2 separate regions of the Sus scrofa genome follow, and region 2 is linked to region 1. The links are chromatin contacts, called in public Hi-C maps. All regions are on one chromosome and are shown on one strand. The core of a region is the stretch at or near the end of the contact, and the rest is flanking DNA. Distances in the headings are between cores, read along the strand shown. Region 1 overlaps ACER2 (alkaline ceramidase 2). Region 2 has its middle 37 kb from the start of DENND4C.

Region 1 (5,155 bases), core at 267-2,766:
GCACCCTATATGTCTATATCCATGGCCTTGGAGACGACCTGGGTTTGAATCCTAGCTTCCCTGCTTACCAATTGTACAACTCCTCTTGAGTCTTGAACTATCTGTTTCCTCATCTGTAGAGTGGGGTGACTAATTGCATTCACCTCAGGGTTCTCGTGAGATGATTGTGATTTTGTCTAGTACTAAGAATGTGATGGGTGCTCCAGGTTAGTTCTCGTGACTACCAACAGCGTGAGGTGATGTCTGCCTAGCACTTCTGAGATGTGCATACAAATTGAAGGAGGGAATGAATATCGATAATTTTAATGAGCTAAGAAAGAAAAGGTGTATATTATAGGAGGAGGAGTAGTTCACTGTAAATAAGAACTTCAGCTCCATTTGTCTACCCTGTTTGCCAGAACTTTCTGGAGAGTCAGAAGGCATGAAGGCCAGACCCCTCTGTGTGGGCTTCACTGCCCATGGTGTGGAAACAGGCCGTGGCTCTGCCCTAGAGTGGCAGGCCAGGTCACAGATTTTCAGGTCAAAACCAGGATTTCTGGAGACTGAGGATTAGCTGCTTGAACTTACAAGATAATTAACATTTCTCTCTTTTTTTCTGGAATGTTTCTAAAAAAAAAAAATGCTAGGAGTAGTTTCAGTGTGAGATTTCTGGAGAAGAGAGGGGACAGTGTGGTGGCTAAATGACTTTGGGTCAGACAGAGATGGAGTCGATAACAATCCACTTTTCTTTTCTGAGCTCTGATACCTCATCTTGCACATCTGTAAAGTGGAAATAGTAAAAGTACCTACCTTAGAGGTTAGAAATAGATGGGAAAATCATATAAAGTGTATAGTAGAGTCTTGTACAAAATAAAGGCTCAATAAGTGCTAGCAGTTATCATGAATGGCTAATATGGATAAGCATTTTGAAAATAAAGATATCTAGAACAGCAGGGAAATTATTAAAGTTCACCATGTAAATAGGAATAATTGGTGGGATTTTTCAAAAAGCACCTTCTCTCATCTTGCCTAGACTGTCCTAGGAATTGTCCGGCTTTATACTTAACTGTTGATGGTTGTTAATAATTTGACAATTTTGTTTTGAGGAAAAAAACATGAACTGTTATAGGCTAATTATTTTCTGGAGAAATTATCCTGCTATGGTTTTTATGAGGTTGCATCTACCAAATTTAGGGACAGCCCTCACTTTATGATCCAGTTCATTTTTTTGAATTCTGAATAGCCAAGGTTGCAGGCTGGTCTGCCTGTCTTGCTCTCTCTGGCTGATGACCTGGGGCCACTGTCTTGGACTCTCTGGGCCATATCAGTTCCTCACTTACAAAATGACAGGGGTGGACCTGCCAGGACTGAATGCGGGAGTCTTGTGACTCTCAGGGGTTGTTTAGAAAACAACCTACTGGGGCCCCTTGCTTTCCAGATATTTCCAGCTTTCTCTATCTCCAGGGCCTCTGGTGACTCCGGGGTCGGCTGGGCTGGCCACGTGACCCCTGTTGACTTCTGGTTGTAGAATCGTGTATTCACAGGATGTCCTCATTGGTTATGCCGCCTTCCAGAAGCACATTCCTCTCCACTCTCTGGGGAGTGGTGGGGAGGTGTCTGCCCACGTTCCCCTCAAAGAAAGCATGTTTCGTCAAGCTCACTGCCTTTGAACTCTTTGGCAGTACTCTCTAGTGCCTTTGGTGACTGCAGCACCAGCTCAGACAGGTTTTTCCCAAGAGTGTGATATTATCAACAATAATATTATTTAAAATAACATTTATTCTAAATAATGGTCATGATAACAGTAAGAATGGATTTTATTAGCACACCCCATGTACCAGGCACTGTGTGGAGTGCTCTGATGCTTGCAAGACCACCTCGAGGCAGGTGTCTTTTTTTTTGGCTTTTTAGGGCTGTACCCGCAGCATAGGAGGTTCCCAGGCTAGGAGCTAAATTGGAACTGTCACAGCTGGCCTAAACCACAGCCACAGCAACGCCAGAGCTGAGCCGTGTCTGCAACCTACACTACATCTCATGGCAATGCCAGGTCCTTAACCCACTAAGTGAGGCCAGGGATCGAACCTGTGTCCTCATGGATACTAGTCAGATTTGTTTCTGCTGAGCCACAACAGGAACTCTGAGGCAGGTGTCTTGATTTCTGTGGGGAAAACCTGAAGCTGGAAGCGTATTAGTGACTGGCAAAAGACCCCACAGCTGCTAAGTAATGCGGGCAGAATGTGAACATACACGGGTCTCCCTGGAACACCTGTGCTTTGAATCACTCTGTTGCTCTGTATCCTGTGTCTGAAATGGAAACCACTGGATATAGGGAGGTGATGCAATCTGGAAGTATCTCATTATGTGTTTTTCCAAACCCCAAAGGCCAGAAAGCCTTGACATGTGTCACAAAACCTCCAACCCAGTGATAGAGTTACTGTGGATCCTCAAGGGCCATGTGCATGATGGGGGTCAGGGGTCACATGAGGCTGCCATCCTCAGGCTGAGGTGCAGGAGGATGCCAGCCAAGGCCAGGAGGAAAACATGATTCTCCTGAGGATTTGCCGCCTGGACTCTTTCCCACGTATATGTATATACATTTTCCCTTCAGCCAAAGTTCAAGGCTACAATTCCTGTTCATTCCAGTCAGAACCTTGGCAGCTTGATCAATGATATCCTGTACCTTGATGATAAGTGGTTTTCCTCTTTAAGAGATACTTTTGTATTTTGAAGGTTTCCATGCACTTTGATTTCTTTTTAGTGGAATTTCATTTAGATTAGCTTCCTAACTGTGATCCTTTCAGGGCTCTTGGCCAAAGAAAATTGTGCTAATGAGAAATTACAGAAACTTCAGGAAAATCATGTGCTTCTCATGTTCAGTTGTGGATGTGGCCTTAGAGATTGTCTAAGACCTCTTGTTTTAAGGAAATGGAGTCCCTGGGAGAGGAGGAGGAGCATGTCCAGGGTCACGTCACCATTTCTTACTCTTTCTACCAAAAGTACCTTCACTGAAGGGTGTCAGGATGTTATCAGTTACTTTTCTAGACTTGTCCTGTCACAGACTTAACACGGAACTCCAATGCCTGCTGGCCTGTGGATTGTCAGTAAATATAGATACTAGAATTATAGACTTTAATTTTTTTTGGAGGGTGGTCTTTTTAGGGTTGCACCCAAGGCTCATGGAGGTTCCCAGGCTAGGGGTTGAAATGGGAGCTGTAGCTGCCACCCTATACCACAGCTACAGCAATGTCAGATCTGAGCAATGTTTGTGATCTACACCACAGCTCATGGCAATGCTGGATCCTTAACCCACTGAATGAGGCCAGGGATCAAACCTGCATCCTCATGGATGCTAGTCAGATTCGTTTCTGAGCCACGGCTGGAACTCCCCTAGACTCTAACTTTTGTGTGCTAGACACAAAGGGCATTTTCTTTTTCTTTTAAACTAGGAAGTTTTATGGTTTGTAAATAGCCTCTGTTTTTCTTATAAAAGTCCTACAAGGTGAACATGTATAACAAGGCTTGACAGACAATGTTCTACAGCCAATGGGCCCCTTGGTTTTGCAAATCAAGTTTTATTGGTGCACTGCCATACCCATTCCCTTACTTCTTGTCTACAATGGCGGAGTTGAGTAGCTGCTGCAGAGACCCTTTGAATGACAAAACCTAAAATATGTACTATCTGACCCTTTATGGAACGGGTTTGCCCAATCGTGCTGTCAAACATATGAAGGAAATGCCAAAAAGTAATTCTAAAAAACCAAGTATCCATCTCTCACCCTTAGGGACTTAGGTTGATTCTAATTTTACCATTTTCATGGCTAGATATTTAAAATTTTTCTGTTTATTTCCTAGGTATACATTGCTAGAATTACTGAGCTAGTGAGTAAGAGTGGTATTGAAAATCCTGGTACTTAGTGCAGAATTTCTTTTCAGCTGGCAATGCCATCAGTAGGGTCTGGACTTTGCCAAGATTCAAACGCACAAACAAGACCGCCTTTGCTAACGGATGTCCTTTGCTTTCACTCGTATAGGGGCAGGTTCAAGGCCGTGGTCTGCGTCCTGTCTGCAGTTACAACGTGCCTGGCGTTTGTCAAGCCTGCCATCAACAACATCTCTCTGATGACCCTGGGTGTTCCTTGCACTGCACTGCTCATTGCAGAGCTAAGGAGGTGGGTGCCCACCTGTCCCCGATGCCGTCCTTGTGACACAGGGGCACATCAGCTCCTGATTCTTTTACTGCCCTTGAGTGTGGAAGAGGAGTTAGTCCTCACAAAGGGTAATGCCTGATGCTTGGATTGCATCAAGTTTGATGGTTTGCTTCAAAATGTTAATGGTCTCATTTTCAGAAAGAGAGGAACAGTAAATGCATTGCATCTCCTGAACAAAGCTAGCTGAGGAGGAACTTCTCAAACACCTGGTGAATGCCTAGACCAAGCTGCCTCAAGTTGAGCCTGTAGGAAGGAGAAGAGAAGTGTTCATAGACCAAGAATAAGGAGAAAAGAAAAGCCCCCCAAAGGCTATTGCATTTACATGCAACAGGAAAAAGATATGAATGATTATGTACAAAGCAGTGTTTGCTGCTTTCTCTGAGGCCTATTTTCTTTTTTACTATCAGGTAAAGCCTTTGCTATTTTTTTCCCCCAATTTTTGGCTACCCTATGGCATATGGAGCTCCTGGGCCAGGGATCAGATCCAAGCCAAGGTTGCAACCTAAGCCTCGGGTGTGGCAATGCTAGATCCTTAACCCATTGTGCGGGGCAGGGGTATCAAACCCGTGTCCCAGTGCTCTGAAGAGGCCATCCTGTTGCACCACAGTGGGAGCTCCAAGCCTTTGCTATTTGCGTAAGCCTTTTCTTTTGGGAACCTGTGTGTGCAGAGGTCAGATTGACATCTAGAAACATTTTAGTTTAGCCCTTGTATGTTTATGACTGCCCCCCAACTAATATACCTCTAACCACTGCCCTTATTGTAATCCTCTTTGAAAATGCTTCTTTTTCTCTGTCTCCACTTTTAGAAATCCATTTTAATTCATGACTCATTGTCTTGGACATATGGATGGTTTTAAGTGAAGTCTTAAATTTATCTCCCTTTGTGGGAGTTTCTCTGTGTAATGTGTTATCAGCTTTCTCTCGGTCTTTGTTTTGAGTGGAGTTGTGTTATGTATTTCCTTCCATTG
Region 2 (5,485 bases), core at 1,366-3,865, 240 kb before region 1:
GTCCTAGGCCTAGGAACTCCATATGCTTTGGGCACAGCCAAAACCAAAACCAAACCAAACTTAATTTGAAATTTTTAGGTTGAACAGAATCGTTCCCATATCAGGACAATTGAGAGACAACACTGCTGTTTCCTTAACTCTTCTGTCCGTTATTTCCTTTTACAGTGACCCTGCAATATTTCAGAAATGGCATTTTGGCAGAAACAGGGGGAAATAAAGAAGTGAGGTCAGGGTAGGTATTAGCAAAAACTCTCTTTCCTAGGATGGTCTTCTTTGGTGTCAGCAACAAAGGTTTGTGAACTCTGATTTAGATGAGTTAATTTCAAACATAAAAATTAGTTGTAGGAAGTAGATGGGCCCTGGGCTAAGAACAGCAGTGACTTGTGGGGGTTTTTTGCTTCTTTTTTTCTCTTTTTAGGGCCACACTCATGGACGTTCCCAGGCTAGGGGTCCAGTCAGAGCTACAGCTGCTGGCCTACACCACAGCCACAGCAACGCAAGATCTGAGCCACATCTGTGAACCACACCACAACTCACGACAACACTGGATCCTTAACCCACTAAGAGAGGCCTGAGATCGAACCTACATCATCATGGATGCTAGTCAGATTCATTACCACTGAGCCAGGACAGTAATTCTGGCACTTGTTAAGCTGAGTTAATTAGGCCTTGCTTCTCTTTTACACCTCAGGGAGAAAGTTAATGACAGGAGCTGAACTCTGCTGGAGTAAAAAAAAGATAACATGACCACATCAATCACTCCTGGGGTCAAGGATACCTCCCCAGTTACACATGTTCAGAAAGAATCCTAGGGTCAAAGAGGGAGGGTACACCAGGCCATAATAAGTCCTGTTAGCTGTCCCATAACACTTTGCCCTGGAATCCATCTTGGCCAAAAGAGGCACATGCATATCTGGGAGGGCCCTGGGTGGGATCGGATATGAGAAATAAAAGAAGATAATTGGCCAAAGGAAAACAAAGACCCAGAGAAACTGTCTTATATAAGTGATTTAAATGCTCTCCTCTTTTGGGTGTGTATTACTGTTTTGGCCATCCCCTGGCATCTGGAGTTCCTGGACCAAGGATTCAATCCAAGGCACGGCTTTGACCTATGCCACAGCTGAAGCAACACTAGATCCTTTAACCCTCTGTGCCAGGTCAGGGACTGAACCTATGCCTTGGCACTGCAGAGACACCGCCAATCCCATTGGACCACAGTGGGATTAAATAAACTACCCCTCTATGTGCTCTTCCACATGTTGTAGTATGTCTCTAATAATAAACTTTGTACTTATTTTTACAGTTTTTGCCTCCTTGAAACATTCTTGCTTTCAACAGGGGGCAAGAATTAAGGCAATTCTTCTTTCAGCCTCTGGCTGTTCTACTGGCTAGGATTCCTGGTTTTCACCCAGGCTGCCCAGGTTCAATTCCTGAGCAGGGAATCAAGATCTCACTTCAAGCCATCACTCAATGCTGTCTCTCTGAGATCAATAGCGCTAGTTAAAAATCACAGATTAGGGAGTTCCCATTGTGACTCAGCTGTAACAAACCTGACTAGTATACATGAGGATGAGGGTTCAATCCCTGGCCTCGCTCAGTGGATTAGGATCTAGCATTGCCAGGAGCTGCAGTGTAGGTCACAGACTCTGCTCGAATCTGGTGTCTCTGTGGCTGTGGCATAGGCTGACAGTTATATCTCCAATTTCACGCCTAGCCTGGGATCTTCCATATGCCACAAGTATGGCCTTAAAAAGAAAAAAGAAAAAAAAAAAATCACGGATTACTGGATCCCTCTCTAAAGATAACAATTCCCTAAGCTTTATGATTCTAATGTTGGTCCAAACAATGACTTAAACTTGGCCAAGAAAAACTGCAAGAAACTGTAAGGATGTGTGGTCTCTTTTGAAATCTAGAGGCTGGTTACTGAATATTGAGAGCTTTGTTTTCCCAATTACTGAAAACTATCCCTGATAGAAGGAATCGATTCATTTTGGAAAGAGTGTGTTCAGTAACTTCTGGAGCATGGAAACATTTTTTCCATTCTTGGTGTGCAAACAGATTGTTGGCCTTCTTCAGGGATGCAGGCCCAGACAAAATCTCAGCAGGCCCTTCCGGACAGCATTTTTCCACAGATGAAACTAGGTCAAGGAGAAAATTCAGAGCAGTTTGAGGAAGAAAAAAAAAAAAAAAAAAACAGAAATGCAACATAAAGCTGAGGAGGGAAGGAGGAGGAGAGACGTCCACCTGCTTTGTCTGCCCTGGTAAAGGCTGACGGCTTGTCACATGAATCTCTGGTCTTCCTGTTCTCTGCAGCTGCCTTCTGAGTCACTGCGGGTGGCCAGGGAGGGCCCTCTCACTGTCAGGGAACGTAAGAACAACTAACCACAGGACTTTTAGGTGAGGCCATCGTGCAAGGCCAATTTCAAAATCAAAGAGCAAAGACATCATTGCCTATTCTTGTTTAAGAAGTTCTTTAATTTTGCCTGTGACTACAAATCAGCAAAAGGCACAAAAAACAAGACGATAAGTGGAATTCACATCTGGTAAGGGAGAACTGGTGCCAGTCCTATTAGTCACTAAGATCATTTAAGGGTGGAGTGCACTAGCAGGATAAACATTAAACCAAAAGCAACACTTCCTTGTAACAGTTGAGGTTTCCTAAGAAATCTTTAAAATCTTGCTGCCTAGTCAGGCAAGTACTATAGTTAGAAAAGTCAGCCTTTACTTTTCTCTTTCCTTTGGCCTCAGCTTTTGCAGAATAACATTGGGTATTATACTTGTGAATTAAGATTTCTCTAGTAAATATGCTTACATTGTATGAAGACCTCTACAAATTTTAAAATATTCAGTCTTTTTTTTTTTTTTTCTTTTGGTGGCACCATGCCACCTAAGCCACAGATATGTGACAATGCTGGATCCTTAACCCACTGCACCAAATGGGAACTCCCACAGACATTCACTCTCTTAAATGGAAGCATTCAGGAACCACTCCAAGTAATAGAAATATCACCAAGATGTAAAGCATTTGAACTTGGAGTCTTGCCTCTACTCCTCAGCCCAATGCCTAGATGCAAGAGGTGCTCTATAAAGACCTCACTATGTGATCAACCTATCAGTAGAACAGAGTTATAATAATTGATTCACTTCTCTTAGCCCCCACTTCCTTCCTTTCTTTCTTCCTTCCTTCCTTCCTCTCTTTCTTTCTTTCCTGGCAGCCCAATGGCGTATGGAGTTCCTGGACCAGGGATCAGAGCCAAGTACAGTTGCTGCAGCTGCAGCCAATGTTTGATCCTTAACCAATTGTACCAGGCTGTAGAACGAACCTGCGTTCCCTTGTACCACAGCAGGAACACCTCAGCCTCCATTTTCAATTCTGTGATCAGGAAGGAATCCTCTTCTATTTACCTAATAGAATTTTTGTGAGGATCAAATAAAATGTGTATTGAAGTTTTGCTTTCTTATATCAGAAAAATGCATTAAATATCTCTGAAATGATAAGTAAGAACCTGGTCATTTGCAGTTAGGGGAATGGAGACACAGGGGTTATGGCTAGGCAAAAGATTTCCTTTTGATTGTATATAGTACTCTCTATTATATGAAAAAAATACATATGTAAGAATGACTAGTATGAAATTTAGGGTTCAGTAAAATCTCCACGAAAATTCAGAGGCATGTTATTTCATTTACACTCAGATCTGTTGTGCTGAATTAGAGTCTGAAATAGGTGCCTTCTATGTGAGAATTGAAATTACTCAGAAGAAAGCTGCATATCTTTCAGAGTTAACTTTCTTCTTTTTCAATTGAGGTATGATTGATTTACAATATTGTGTTAGTTTCAGGTGTATAGCAAAGTGATTCAGTTATATATACACACATACACATATATATATATATATATATATATATATTCTATTAAAGATTCTTTTCCAAGAGTTCCCATCGTGGCATAGCGGAAACAAATCCGACTAGGAACCAGGAGGTTGCAGGTTTGACCCCTGGCCTCGCTCAGTGGGTTAAAGATCTGGCGTTGCTGTGTGCTGTGGTGTAAGTTGCAGATGCGGCTCGGATCTGGCATTGCTATGGCTCAGGTGTAGGCTGGCAGCTGTAGCCTTCGATGAGACTCCTAGCCTGGGAAACTCGATACCATGGGTGCAGCTCTAAAAAGCAAAAAAAAGATTCTTGGAGTTCCCGTCATGGCGCAGTGGTTAATGAATTCGACTAGGAACCATGAGGTCGCGGGTTTAATCCCTGGCCTTGCTCAGTGGGTTAAGGATCCTGCGTTGCCATGAGCTGTGGTGTAAGTTGCAGACGTGGCTCAGATCCTGAATTGCTGTGGCTCTTGCATAGGCCGGTGGCTACGGCTCCAATTAGACCCCTAGCCTGGGAACCTCTATATGCCAAGGGAGCACCCCTAGAAAAGGCAAAAAGACAAAAAAAAAAAAAGTTTCTTTTCCATTAGAGACTATTACAAGATACTGAATATAGATCCCTGTGCTATACAGTAGGTTCTTTTATCTATTGTGTATATACAACAGGGTATATCTGTTAATTCCAAATTCCTAATTTATCTCTTCCTGCTCCCACTATTCCCTTTAGTAACCACGAGTTGGTTGTCTGTGTGTGAGTTTGTTTCTGTTTTTTAAGAAACACCTATATATATATATGTCACAAATTCTTTATCCATTCATTTGCCAATGACCATTTAGGTTGCTTTCATGTCTTGGCTATTATAAATAGTGCTGCTATGAACAGTGGAGTGCATGTATCTTTTTGGATTAGTGTTTTTGTTTTTTCCAGATATATATACATATGGAAGTGGAATTGCTGGATCATATGGTAGTTCTATTTTTAGTTTTTTAAAGAACCTCCATACTGTTCTCCATAGTGACTGCACCAATTTACATTCCCACCAACAGTGCAGGAAGGTTCCCTTTTCTTCACACTCTAAGATCAATTTAATAGATGAGAAAAGTGAGGCAAAAGAAAATAACTAAACTGCCCAAGGTCACACAGTTACTATGTTGTTTTCCTAGGCTTCAGTTACTTCATCTGTAATGAGCTGGATAAGATAATAATTTCTGAAATGCAAGCTGGTGTGAGCCTCTGAAATTCTATAGTCTTAGGATTCCAAGTTGTGAGACAGGTTCTTCTACCATGAATTGTTCCTTCAGAACCAATTACATTCCTCTGAGACTCTTAAATATTTGAGGCCCACAGAAGGGCTTTAAAAAACAAAAAACAAAAAATTTTTTGGCCATGTTCACCGCATGCAGAAGTTCCTAGGCTAGGGATCGAACCCGAACCTCAGAAGTGATAACCGCCCCCACCCCCACCGGGGTCCTTAAGCTGCTGCACCACCAGGGAATTCCCAGAGGGACATTTTAAGATGCAGTTGTTGGAGTTCGCATTGTGGCTCAGCAGTAGCAAACCAGCAAGTAACCATGAGGACAGGGGATCGATCTCTGGACTTGCTCAGTGTGTTAAG

Evidence for each region. Hi-C and Micro-C count contacts between places; a contact is called where the count stands out from the background.
Region 2: a contact with region 1 is called in a Hi-C map of subcutaneous adipose tissue, with 1.7 times the contacts expected there. The contact joins two enhancer-like sites. A contact is called at or near these places in 7 of 47 Hi-C or Micro-C datasets (embryonic fibroblasts, epiblast stem cells, fibroblasts and 4 more).

Annotation. Positions count from the first base shown.
Region 1 is chr1:203,395,547-203,400,701 of Sscrofa11.1, reverse strand. It overlaps ACER2 (alkaline ceramidase 2), which reads left to right. Exons shown (of 7, transcript XM_001926911.5): 4 at 4,011-4,148. Among named protein-coding and RNA genes, the nearest start is that of ACER2, 17 kb to the left of the region's middle. Within about 2 kb of position 1,516, at least 13 of the 83 cell types and tissues checked have an H3K27ac peak or open chromatin away from gene starts, as enhancers often do. A contact at or near this core is called in subcutaneous adipose tissue, where this site is marked.
Region 2 is chr1:203,635,146-203,640,630 of Sscrofa11.1, reverse strand. No RefSeq gene overlaps it. Among named protein-coding and RNA genes, the nearest start is that of DENND4C, 37 kb to the right of the region's middle. Within about 2 kb of position 2,615, at least 46 of the 83 cell types and tissues checked have an H3K27ac peak or open chromatin away from gene starts, as enhancers often do. A contact at or near this core is called in subcutaneous adipose tissue, where this site is marked.